2 separate regions of the Sus scrofa genome follow, and region 2 is linked to region 1. The links are chromatin contacts, called in public Hi-C maps. All regions are on one chromosome and are shown on one strand. Each heading gives the region's core, a stretch centred on a gene start, on an enhancer-like site or on the middle of the called end of the contact. The rest is flanking DNA. Distances are from core to core; before and after follow the strand shown. Region 1 has its middle 17 kb from the start of SSTR5. Region 2 holds the start of LMF1 (lipase maturation factor 1).

Region 1 (6,288 bases), core at 966-3,465:
AGCTCTGACTCAACCCCTGGCCTGGGAACCTACATTGGCCACAGGTGCAGCCCTAAAAAATACAAAGGAAAATTAAAAACCCACACAATCAATGCACGTTATATTTATAGTCGCACAGACACCATCACAGCCTAATTGTACGCCATGTCCCTCCCAACCCCCACGTCAGCCGTCTTGGCAGCAGAGCCCTGCCACCTCCTCCTGGAAGCCCCACTCCTTGGAGCTCTGGGGTCATGGTGGGGGTCTCTCCAAAATTCACATCCACCCAGAACCCCAGAATGTGACCTTATTTGAAATATGGTCTCTGCAGATGGAATTAAGCGACAGGTCTTGAGAGGACGTCATTCTGGACAATGAGGGTGTCCTTACAAAAGACAGAAGGAGAGACACAAAGGAGAAGCCACGTGAAGACGGAGGCAGAGATGGGAGTGACGTGGCTGAAGTCCAGGGCCACCCGGAGCCCCTGGAGCCGGAAGAGGCAGGAACGACCCTCCTTGGAACCTCAGAGGGGAGCGTGGCCCTGGCCTTGGACTTGTGGCCCCAGACGGGGAGAACGGACTCCTGTTGCTCTAAGTCACCACGTTTGGGGTCACCTGTCCTGGTGGCCCCAGGTCACTGGACAAGCTCCACTCTTGCAGGTTCTCTGTCCCCTTCTCCCTCATGACCCCCCACCTGGGGCGCCCCTGGTCCCAGGGTAACCCCTGTACCTCCCTGGCCTCTGGTCCCCCGCAGAGACCCTAGCTCCCCCCGGGGGGAGGAAGGGCTGCGACCTCAGATCAGGGAGAGGGGCGCCTTCCCCACTCCCCCCACCCGAGCCCTGCAGGACATCACCTTTGTGCTGCCGCGTGCCGGTGGGTGCCTGGGTCTGTGCCTTCCGAGTTCGCTGGAGTCAATTTCCCACTGGGAGGCGCAGCATCCACCGACTTTCACCTCAATTAAAAAACCCATTTCGCTCACCGGGTGTTCGAATTGCAGTGATTCACCAGCTTACTTCGTTCCATTTCCACTTGAGGGTCTAACGGCATTTGGAGGCAGAAACCTCCGTTAGAGAAAAAACCATTAATAGGTCGGCACGAAAATGAACAGCCTAGCGCCGCCGTCTTAGTGGGATCGCGGGGGGAGGGGACGGGTGCCCCGCCCACCTCATCACAGCATCCAGCCCCCTCCTCAAACACCTCCTGCCGCCCAGTCTAAGCCGGGGGAGGGGGTCTCGCTCAGCCTCTGCTGCTTTCCGAGAACACCTGCCCCGCATCATCAGAACTTGTGGGGTTTTTTTTCAGGAGAAAAGTCCTCCCGTGCGCTGCCCCAACTCACAGGTGCCGTCAGCAAACCCCACCATCCCCGCCACCATCCCCGCCAGGCCTCCCAGTGTGTCCCCCAACACCGGATCCCGCAGCCTGAGTGGGGGTACGGCGGGGCCCTGGCTCTGCCCCCACCAGCGGTGGATCCAGGCCACTGGTCACCTTGGAGGCCTGCTTCCTTGTCTGTGGAAGGGAACAGGAAGGACAATGAAAATGAACCCTACGGGGACGACGTGGGTGAGACGCAGGCATAAGATGCCCGACCCAGCAAGGCCCCCTGATGGGGACCCCCTCCCAGGACCATGCGACCCCCGGCCTCAGTAGGAAATGTTCAATGGGCGGAGGCCCTCCCTGTGCTTCCACGTGGATCCGGGGAGCATCAAATGGACCCTGTGAAAATTGGCTGAAAAGACCAATTAAGGCATTAGGCGAGGACAAATTAGGGGCTCTCAACACAGCCGTGAGGAAATGGGGTGGGGGAGGGACCTGGTCGGAGCTGAAGTGGCGCAGAGAAGGGGGAGGGAAGGGGGTTGGACAGAGGGGTCGAGGACCCCCGCATCCCCTCCCTCGCAGCCCTCAACTGTTCCCAGGTCCGCCGCAGTGCCTTCTCCGCCACTGCTCCCCCAGAGGGGACCTTCCTGGGACCTCCAGGTCTCCTGCTGTGTCCCCTCCCTCTGTGCTGGACCCCGCCCCGCTCTCCCCTTCCTCCCAACCCCTCCCCCCTTCCTGGACTCCACCCACCCACCGACCGACCCACGGCGGGGGCAGGGGAAGGGGCAGGAAGGGGAGCGGCGGGCAGGGCGGCCAGGACGCCGGGCCCACCTCTCCTCCCGCAGCAGTTCCTGGGAAGAGGCAGTCCCGACTCGACAGTCCTAAGCCAGGACGGCGTCCCTGCGCCACGGGGTCCCCAGGCAGAGGCTGCCCCTCCCCGGCCGGGCTCGGACCCAGGAAACGCGGCTCAGTGGGTCGAGGTCGGGCGCCGGTTTGGCGCATCGGCCGGACTCTGGCGCCATCTGGTGGGCGCCTCCGTCCCTGCGGGCGGGGCGGGCTCCGTGGGGGCGTGGCCTGAGCTGCCGCGGAGGGGGGCGGGGAGGGAGGGGCGGCCGCGACGTTTCCCGAGGCTGGGGGCAGGGGGCGCGGTGACCAGAGCCGGAATTCCCGAAGTCCTTTCCTCCGCCCCACACCCTGCCCGTGCCCAATAGTCCCCACCTTCGGGTCCCCCAAGGCCCCTGCCCCCCAGCACCTCCCCCGACCATGCCCTAGTGTCATCCAGGCCCGGACTGGTTCCTCGCAGGTCAGCTGTGTGGCCTCAGCTGGTCATTCAACCTCTCTGAGCCTCAACATCTTCAACAACACGGGGGTCATAATTGCTGTCCTTCTTGTCCGCGTCACCAGAAGTTTCCAGGAGAGCCCTGCCCCAGCCTGTGCTGGGTCCCTGGCCCTGGGTTGCTTACCCCCTCCCCGTGCTTCCCTGCCAGACAGCCTGCACGCGGAGCCCTTCCCTCGGGGATCAGTGCCCCAGGCTTCAGGGTGCTGTGGCCGACACGGACAGAACAGGATAGGGAGCAGGGACTCCTCCAGAAGTTCACACTTCTGCCCAGTCCTGAGGCACCTGCCTGGGGGGCTGTGCCCCCGGGTCCATGACCAGGCTGCGGCCCCTCATGCAGGTGCTGGCCATTTCTGTTTGCGGCAGGCTGGTGCCCAGTCACCCGGCACAGCTGCCCCAAGGCCCAAGGGTGCCCCTGGGACTCACTCCTAAGCCCCCACCCTTCTCAGGCTTCCTGCTGGCACGGAGGCCCTTGTCTAATTTGAGGATCGCAACCCGAGGCGGCCCTTGCTCAGTCCCCTCCTCTACCCCAGCCCCCTAAAGTTGCCGACAAAGAGATCCTGTGCCTTCGGTGAACCACAGCACAGCGCCACCCGGTGGCTCCCGATCAGCTTCTGTGCATCACCCAGAACAAAGCTGGCACCCGCCACTGGGGGGCGCGAGCAGCTCGCGAACACTGCAGACACAAAGCCATGGGGGCCATCCTGCCGAGGCTGAGACAGGACTGGGGGTGTCCTTGCTGAGTCTCTGCCCTGATTGATGGCGAGGATTTCCCACGTTGGACCAAGAACTCGGGGTTTCAGGCCAAGACCCGGGGCTGGCCAACCGCCCTGGCTGGCCGTAGGGCCCAGAGGAGCTGGGCTGTGGTCTCCCCTCTGGCAGGGGCAGTGGTGAAGCACGTGGGGTGCAGGGCCCCCCTGCCGCCCCCAGCCCTGGCCACCCTCTGCTGGCTTTGCTGTTCAGGCAAGGGGCCAGCCCGGCCGCCCCACACCCTCCAGCAGCTGGCTGGCAACCCTCCCAGCGGCTGGTGGACTCGGCTCAGCCCGGCCGGCCACACCTGCCACAGCAGCTGGTTCAAAATCCCCAAATCCCAAAACCGGTCCCACTTGGCCAGGCCAGGGAGTCCTTGGCCCCGCTGGTTGGCCTGTCCTTTGCTGAACTGGCTGTCAGGGACCTCGGCCAGGCGGGACGGCAGACAGCCCCAACGTCCCCGAGATGCCCGGGGCTCCTGGCAGGCCAGGCCGTGCAGACCCTGGGCCTTGCAGGAGTAGACGTGTCCCCCCCGGAGTGGACCTTGAGGGGTCTGCAGACTTAGGTGTCTGCAGAAAGAGTAACGGAGACTTCGCAGCAAGAGCCTGAGCACGGCCACTGCCTCCCACCAGAAGGAGGGGGCCGGAGGGGGCCTGGCCCATGGGACCTCAGGGCCCGCGTGGCCAGCAGAGGAGGGGCCATCCCAGTGGAGCCCCTTGGCCAGCGTGTGAAGTCTGGGGTGCCACCAGGCCTGGGTGAGGCTGCTGCTCCCTGCTCCGGGCGCGGTGCTGTCCTGACCCCCAAACCTCAGGGGTGGGAAGTGAGACAGGCACCCCAGGGAGTGACTCGTGGTCACTGCTTCACAGCATCGGCACCCCTGACGCCCAGGGCACTGACGAGCCCTGGCTGTGTGGGGGGGTGAGGGGGAGCCCCCTCGGCCCCCAGCCCCGGCCCCCACCATGTCCCTCAGCCAGGCTGCACAGTCTCCATCTTGCCCCCAGGATGCTAGCTGGTGGCCGTTAGCTTTGGGAAGGGGTGGGGGCAGCTCCTGGGGGTGCTCTGTGCTGGCCAGAGGGTCAGTGGGAGGGGTTGTCCTGCATCTGGCTGGGGGGGGGCTGTGGGGGACGGCCGCTGGGCAGAGGTTCAGGCCCAGACCAGAGGAGGCCAAGGGACAGTTTCCAGTGAGCGGCAGGACCCCTGGGCTTGGGGCGGGGGGGACAGCCCTGTCCCTGTGGCCTCCTACCCAGGAGTGGGGGGGATGGGCAGGCTCAGCCCTGGGCTCTCCCCGCCCCTCCTGTCGGCCCTGGGCACCGTCAGCCTCTGTAACCGATCCCCAGGCGGGGGCAGCCTGGGCTCGGCTCTCCTGGCTCTCGAGCCTCCGGCCCAGCTGTTGCTGTGGAGGCCATGCCTGTCCAGGGGATGAACAGCTGCAGGCCCGGAAGCCCCCCAGCCTCCCCAGAGCAGGTGTGCCCCCCGGAGCCCAGCCTCGCCTGCCAAGGCTGGTCCCAGTGGTACGGGGGGCCTCACCCTCATTTGCTTGGCCTTGCGGGGGGCTCTGGGCCGAGATTGGCATTGAGGGTGCTCAGCCCTGTGGCAGCAGAAGCGAGGCTCCCTGTGGCCAGCCTGCGGGCTGTGGCCGGTGCCAAGAATGGGCCCTGGTGGTCATGCCCACCAGCATGGCAGGGCCGCCGTGTGAACCCACAGGGTTGCTTGGTCCGACGAGGTCCCCAGGGAGGAGGGCAGGTCAGCTTCCCCAAGGACCACAGGTGGTCCTCACCCCTGGCCCCCCCAGCGGGCAGCCCCCACCCCTGCCCAAGTCGTGTTGCTCCCTCCCCTCAGGAGCCCTGTCCCCACGGTGTCCTTGCTGACCTGTGAGCCTGTCCCCACTGTCCACCCCAATCCCAGGAGAGGGGCCCCAAGCCACGGAGGCCACTTGTCAACTTCGTCCACAGCTCCCCCGCCAGGGTGCCTCAGGCACGTGCCTGCCCTGCTCGTCGGCGTGGCTGCCTCGTTCCTGGGCCGTCCTCGGCCACAGCGGGAGCCTGAGGCTTCCAACTGGGGGCCAGCCTGGGCCCTGCCCCCGCCCCCCGCCCCCCGCCCGGCATCAGCTCCGGGCCCTGCCCCGCCCAGCACCCCGCCTCTGCCCAGCGCTGTCTCTGCCCTTGGAACCCACCCCCCACGCACTGTCCCAGGGTGCAGGACGTGGGAGGCCAAGGCAGGAGGCCCCACCTTACGAGGAGAGGCTGGGGCCCCAAGAGGGGTCTGCCCCGCGGATGGGCGCGAGCCACGCCGGGCCACCCCGTCATGCACTTACTGCCTGTCCTGGGTTGGACAGGGGCCCCCAAGTTCACGTCTACCGCGACCCTCAGCCACGGTCCTCTTTGCAGGTCTGATCAGGTCACGATGAGGTCCGGCTGGGCAGAGTAAGCACCAATGTCGTGGCTGGGGTCCTTGGAGAGGGCAGACGAAAAGGCCAAGTGACAACCAGGTGGAGGCTGGAGGAACGTGGCCTCAAGCCAAGGGACACCTGGGGCCGGAGAGGCAGGAAGGAGCCTCCCCTGGAGCCTCAGGGTGGGGCCTGCCCATACCCCGACTTCCACCTCTGGGCTGCTGCCTGAGAGGGCACCTTGCTGCTGTTTTATCCCCCCCTCTGGGGACAGCGGCCCTGGGACCCCGGCTAGCACAGTCCTCAGCATTGGATGCTACAGGGGCCTGCAAGGTGGGAACTTGCTCATGGCTTCCCGGCCGGGCTGCTCTTTGGGGCCCAGTGCGCAGGGCACCCAGCAGCCCTCCTGCCTCTGCCAGCAGCCACCCCCACTCCCAGGGCACGGTCCGCGCTGTGGCTCCCAACGCCAGGGCCGGGCCCACAGCCCTTGTTCATGGGCAGCATCCCTGGGCTTGTGCACTGGG
Region 2 (6,329 bases), core at 1,736-4,235, 67 kb after region 1:
TGTTTTTGTTTTGTTTTGTTGCCATGCCTGTGGCATATGGAAGTTCTCCAGCCAGGGATTGAATCTGGGCTGCAGCTGCAACCTATGCCACAGCTGTATCAATGCCGTCTCTTAACCCACTGCACCATAGGGGGAGGTCCCAAATTAAGTATTTTTAGGCGTACAATTCAGTAGCATTTCATACATTCAGCATGTGTGAGCATCGCTGCTATCCAGTTTGACAGTATTTTGGTCCCTCCACACAGAAATCTTTTCCCTGTCAGCAGTCGCTCCTTGTCTCCCTCCCCCAGCTCCTGGGAACCACTGATCGAAGCTCTGCCACCGTGGATTTGCTTATTCTGGACGTTCCATGTAAACGGAAGCATACAGTATGTGGCTTTGTATGCCCGGCTTCTCCCCGAGCACGGTATTTTCAAGGCTCGTCTCTGCTGCAGGCGTATAAATGCTTTACTCCTTTTTATGGCTGTGATACACCTGTGGACACTTGATTAAATTCAGGCAGAAACAGGCAAGAACTGGGCCCCGGGCCAGCCTTTCCTCAGCCAAGCCCTGCTCCATGGGGTTCACTCCCTGGAAGGTTCTAGACCCTGAGATAGACTGGACCTCTGCGGTCAGCTCCCAGGAAGAGACATGAGAATATGAGCTCCCGGCAGACCTCTCCGATGGCCTTGCCCACCCTGGGCAAACCCGGGGAGGGAGCCCAGAGCCCAGTGAGCTGGAGGCTGGACAAGGGGCCCCTTTCTGCTCCGCACAATGTCCCATTGTACACGTCTCAGGGGGAACAATGCAGCCCTGGCCAGGGGAAGCTGAGGACAAAGGGCCCTTTGTGAGAACTGTCCCCACCTGAAAAGCAGCATCCAGGGTCACACCTGACAGTGGAGCCGTCCCTCCTCGCCTCTGTCCCCTGCTCCGCTCCCACATCCGGGCAGGGACCCAGGGGAGCTCGGGCGGGCTTGGCCGGATTCTCCGTGCTCCCCCCAGACGGCTGTGCGGGCTCATCTGGGACTCGGCACCTGGACAACTGGCCGGGGTGGGGGAGGGGAGGGGCAGGTTGTGGGTTCGTGTGGAAGGACCTGGAAGCAGGACTCCGGCCGGGGCTAGGTGTTCCTCCACTCCCCCTCAGGCTCACGCTTCCCTGCGGGGGGCTCTTCAGGATGCAAAAGACGTTTGTACCCTCCATGGAAAATCTGTCTTCCAGGTCCCACTTCTCAGGTGGGGTCCCAAGGAAGGGTTTTTCATGGACAAGAAAAGGAAGGTTTTTTTAAAAAATCACATTGTAGGAGTTCCCTGGTGGCCTAGTGGGTTGAGGACCTGGCATGATCACTGCTGTGGCTTGGGTTTGATCCGTGGCTTGGGAACTTATGCATGCTGTGGTCTTGGCAAAACAAACAAACAAACAAAACAAAAAAAAAATCACTAAGATGCACGTAGATGCTATTACCCCAACACTGGGGGTGGGGAGCAGCAGCTGGAGGCTGCAGAGAGGTTCCAGAAGTGTCTAGTCTGGACTAATTCGGGAGATCCCTTGTCCAGAGCCAGTTCTTGCCCTTATGGAGCTCACAATACAGACGGTGAAGAGATAATTAAACAACCGAGAAAGCCTGATTATTTGACTATGTAAATATCGATCATTTATACATCAAACACTAGGAACAAGATGTGAAAACAAAAAACCCAGGACAAAAATTCACAGTAGACACACAAGAAAAGGATCTTTAACACGTTAAGAGTTTTTACAAATGAATAAGGAAAAATCCACACCTACTGCAATCATTTCCTTCCAAGTACTCCACAGTTTACCCCAAACTCTGAAGGCGCTAATGCCTACTCTCTCACACACCTTTCTTTCTTTCTTTCTTTCTTTCTTTCTTTCTTTCTTTTTTTTTTTTTTTTTTTTTTTTGCTTTTTAGGGCCACACTAGCAGCATATGGAGATTCCCAGGCTAGGGGTTGAATCGGAGCTACAGCTGCCAGCCTCCACCACAGCCACAGCCATGCCAGATCCTTAACCCACCGGGCGAGGCCAGGTATCAAACCTGCAACCTCATGGTTCCTAGTCGGATTCTTTCCACTGCGCCACGACAGGAACTCCCCACACCTCTTCTTTCCTCTGAAGATTGCCTAGCACTCCACCCGCTGAATGACACCTGTCCCGTATCCTCAGAATGTAGAGTTGCTGGAGGCTTCCTGGGGTTCTGTTGGGTGATTCACTGGTCAGTAAGGGCTTCCCTCCTCTGAATCCTCAGCCAGCCACTTTCCCCCCTTGGCTAGAGGTCCAGTCTCGAGAGCCAGGAGAAGTGCTAAGGGGACTTGGTTGCCCTGTGCAGAAACTTCGGGGGTGGGGGTGGGGGTGGGGAAGAGAGCTGAAGGGTCTGAATATTAGGACCCAGGTGCTGCCTGAACTGTCTGTCACTAGCTGTGGAGCCACCACCCCAGCATCCTCCTCAGATAGCAGAAGTGGGGAGCTGGGAAGGGACCCCTTCGAGGCAACTGCCCACCCACTCCTCCTTCTCAATGCAGGCAGAGGCAGCCTGGAATCCTGGGGTGGTGAATCCTGCTCGGCCTTTCCTCTGCGCGAATGTGAGTTCCACACACAGCCAGGGCATGCAGAGGGAGCACGGTAGCCTCCAGGGTTCTTGGCTGCCCTCATCTCAGCCTCCCTGGATGCATATCACATCGTCAGACACATGCTTTCCAAGAGCCTCCTTCACATTGCGTTTCTGCCTCTGAATTCAGTGCCTCCCGCCCTCCCTAGAGTGAGAGTCCAGGAGGGCGAGCTCCTGGGTAGGGGCGTGCACTGGGGACCTCTGCAACCTCGGCTTATTCAATGAACGAGTGAGTGAAGGAGCGACGCGGTCAACCCGGCTCCCGCAGCGGCGCCGCCAGTCTTTCAGGCGCGAAGCCCCCGACCCCCGCAGCAGCAGCGCCCCCGAGCGTGCGCGCGGCTGGCCGCGGCGCACGTGAACCTCCAGTTGTGGGCGGGGCCTCTCGGCGGGGGCGGAGCGATCGGCGCGCGGCGTCCCCCGCGCATGCGTTCTGAGGGCCCGGCGATGGCGGCGTCCGAGGATCCCCTGAGGCGGCGGAAGGCCGCGGCCGCGGGCCCGGAGCCCGCGTCTCCGCCGGGGCGCGACCCCATGAGCTGCCCGGCCCGCTTCCGCGCGGGCACCTTCTGGCTCACCAGGGTCGTGCTCCTGAAGGCCCTCGCTTTCGTTTACTGTGAGTCCGCGGGGCCTGCCCGATGGTGCCCCTCCACGCGCCCCGCCCCCACAGGCCGTCCCCCCGCGGGCTCCCCGCCGAGCCCCGGCCGCGCGCCCCTCCCCCCTGCCGGGACCGGGGGCGCCCACGCCGACCGGGCGTCCGTGGGGCAGCGGCTCCGCTCTGCCGCCTGCAGTTCCACGGTCTGCGGCGCCTGCGGCCTCCCCGCGGCTCGGCAGCTTTGAGGCACGAGCAGCAGGTGCGGACTCACCTGCGAGGTGGGCGCTAGCCGGGTTTGACCGGGCAGAGCCTCGCGGCCAGCCCCGGCCCCCCTGCCTCCCGGGTCTCCTCGACCACAAGGCTGGACCCCCGGGTGCCCCCCAGCGCGAAATACACACGCCCGCCCTGGTCCCCACGCCCGGACGGGTGCAAACGCCCGAAGCCGAGCAGGGCGTCTGAAGCCCAGCCGGGCTTCTCAGAGGAACGTGGCCTTGCGGGGGCCGTGGGGGTGGGGGACAGTCCACGGCAGGAGTGATCTGGGGCCAGCGGGCAAGTCCCCCTTCCGGAGGGTCCAGAGGGCGCTGGTCCCCGGCGCGGCGAGCCGGCTTCGTTTCCGACGCGTTGGAAGGGGTGGACATGCAGCTCTTCGAGCCGGCGTTAGAAGGGGGGGACATGCAGCTCTTTGCACAGCGGCCTTCAGCAAACACTGAGAGGGCTCCGCGGGGCCAGGTCCCGGGGTGGGGCCGGGGGGTCCTGCGAGCCCTTCGAGGGCCGCCGCGTGCGGCGGCGGGCAGGGATGGGGGGGTTCAGCCCCGCCTCCCGTGCGCTCTAAGTTACCATAAAAAATAGTTCTTGCCGGTATTGCTTTAGTCTCCACGGGATTGAATAATCATTCCAAACGTTTGAGCTGTCATTTTGCGAAAGATGGAGTCAAGGCAAAGTTAATCTGCGAGACTTTAATAGTCCCTTAAACCGTCGCCGTAACAGTGGAAAAACCCCGGTGGGTGGCTCCGCTCGCAGAGAGCGCCGCTTAAAACCCTGCTCGGCTTTCCAGGGAGTGGGGCTGCCTTTGATCTCCACAGGGATTCGCCCTTCAATTCAGAAGGGAACCGTTTCCAGCCACCGGGGCGAGCAGATATTTTAAGCCTGGTGCTGAGTACAGAATGATTTGCCCTGGCAGATGGGTTTTTTCCCCTGGCTTCTCTCTATTGGGGGTGGCGGGGCGGTAGGGTGGGGTTCAGCCGCTCGAAGAAACCAGTTTTTCGCATCTTCCGGGCGGAGAGGGTCTCTGGCTGAGATGACCCGGGCAAGGAGGCAGTCATCCTGCCTTGATCTCTTTCTGGAGAGTTGTGGGTCTCACCGCAGACTCCCTCTGAGCCCCTTAACTCCCGGGGAAATCCCACAATGCCATGGGCTCTGGGCACCTTTCCCTGACGTTGGTACACTTGTTCTCTGGGACTGCCAGGCTGGACAACAGGCGTCTGCACAGCTAACAGTTCCTAAGCCAGGAGCCTGTCTGGTGTCGCCCTGGGAGCTCCTTGCATCCAGGGACGGTTTTCATACCTCCATCCTTTGTCACCTGGGAGCAGCTCCCCTTCCATAAATTTCCTTGCCTTTCTGCGGCCTTTATCAATACTCCGTGTCACCACGGGATACTTTTCCAACTGTGTTCCCCCCCCCCCCATCGGCACCCTGGCCGTGACACTGACGGCGCAGACTGCCCACCCGAGAGGCCTCTGGTCCTCTGTCATTGAAGTCCTAATTCCTTGGATCTCCTTTCTTATTTGGGGGTTGTTCTCTCTTTAAAGCGTGCGCACCCAGTCCGCTTTCTAGCAAAGAGCGTGGAGAAGGTGAACTGTCTGTGTCCTTCTCGGTCGCACAGAAGTCGCCCGGGCCTGTGCTTCTTCGGAGCTCGGTGGCGTCCAGGAGTCTTATACGGCCTGACTCCTGCTCCCTGGCGGGTGACCGAAGGGAAACACTCTGATTTCTCCTGCTCACATGCCTCTGACCTCGACCGCGCGCGTGGGTTTTTTCGCACACCGATGAATCCTCTGACGGTCCAGACACTGCTCGAGGGGACGCGCTCCTTCTGACGCCAAGTGCCCGGCGTCCGCGCAGACCCCCCCCCCCTCGGTCCTGGCATCCCCTGTGCTTCTGAGCGACCAGCCGTCCATCAGGGCCCGGGCCCCCTCTGGTTCCACACCTTTGCCGGAGCGCTCAGAGGGCTCTGAGAGGCTTGGCCTGTGTTCACGGTTCATCGTGAAGGCCGCCCCTCGGAGCCGAGGCTCTGCAGCGTCGGGCGGGTGGTCCTGCTGCTGGTGGAGCGGATCTGCCCGCTGCCGGTCACAGCAGCCATCACAGCGGCGGAGGCGAAGCTCCCACAGCTGCAGCTCGTCCCGCTCCCCGTCACAAGGCTCACCTGGGTCTGGAGGCCCAGCCTGGCGGCCCGTCCGCAGTCCCGCACCCGCATTTGCTGAACTCTTAGCTTTTCTTTGGAAAATGTGAGGACAAATGGAGCCACAAGAGTGCTGGACTCCCGCTTCTTTTTTTGTCGTTCTGAGCTTTCAGCGCTTCTGAGAGTTCTCGTGCAGTTAGTTCTCCGTCTTCCCTCCAGGCCCCTCCAGGGCTGCTTAGATTTGCAGGCGTCTCTAAAGTGCTCCCTGTTTGTTGAAGACACAAGCACTGCTCTCTCTGCGCTCCCTGCAGCACACGCCTGCAGAGAGGACGCACTGGGGCTTATTGTGCCCAGGTCCAGAATTTCACCACATTCAATGGAACCGCCCGGTGGACAGGGACATCGCAGAGGTGATTCTGATTTAGTTTATAGCCCTTTATCCGAAGGGGAGAGAAAACCCAATTTTTTTTTTTTTTTTAAGGAAATCTTTGCAGACCTCCTTGATGATGCAGGTTGGGTGGCCTTGGTCCCCTCTCCTAGGTCAGGAAGCAGCTAGAGTCTCATGCCTGGGCCTGTCTCCTTCCTCCCTAGAGCCGGTGGGGTAGGGGGCTTTGTGGGGGGGTGACTCTTTCCTCCAGTGGGGCGGGGGCTGACTGAGCCTTTCTGAGGTTGTTGGTTTGGTTTAGCTCTGAGATCCTGTGATATTTTGGAAATTTTTTTCTACTTTCTACTTGGCCATT

What was found. A called contact is a pair of places that touch in the nucleus more often than the background predicts.
Region 2: a contact with region 1 is called in a Hi-C map of retroperitoneal adipose tissue, with 2.0 times the contacts expected there. The contact joins the promoter of LMF1 here to the enhancer-like site in region 1. A contact is called at or near these places in 1 of 5 promoter capture datasets (fetal skeletal muscle), 10 of 47 Hi-C or Micro-C datasets (embryonic fibroblasts, fetal heart ventricle, fetal skeletal muscle and 6 more) and 1 of 2 datasets of contacts at active chromatin or transcription factors (skeletal muscle).

Annotation. Positions count from the first base shown.
Region 1 is chr3:40,771,651-40,777,938 of Sscrofa11.1, forward strand. No RefSeq gene overlaps it. Among named protein-coding and RNA genes, the nearest start is that of SSTR5, 17 kb to the left of the region's middle. Within about 2 kb of position 2,216, at least 16 of the 83 cell types and tissues checked have an H3K27ac peak or open chromatin away from gene starts, as enhancers often do. A contact at or near this core is called in retroperitoneal adipose tissue and subcutaneous adipose tissue, where this site is marked.
Region 2 is chr3:40,838,257-40,844,585 of Sscrofa11.1, forward strand. It overlaps LMF1 (lipase maturation factor 1), which reads left to right and starts at 2,986. Exons shown (of 11, transcript XM_021086874.1): 1 at 2,986-3,215. The coding sequence starts at 3,029.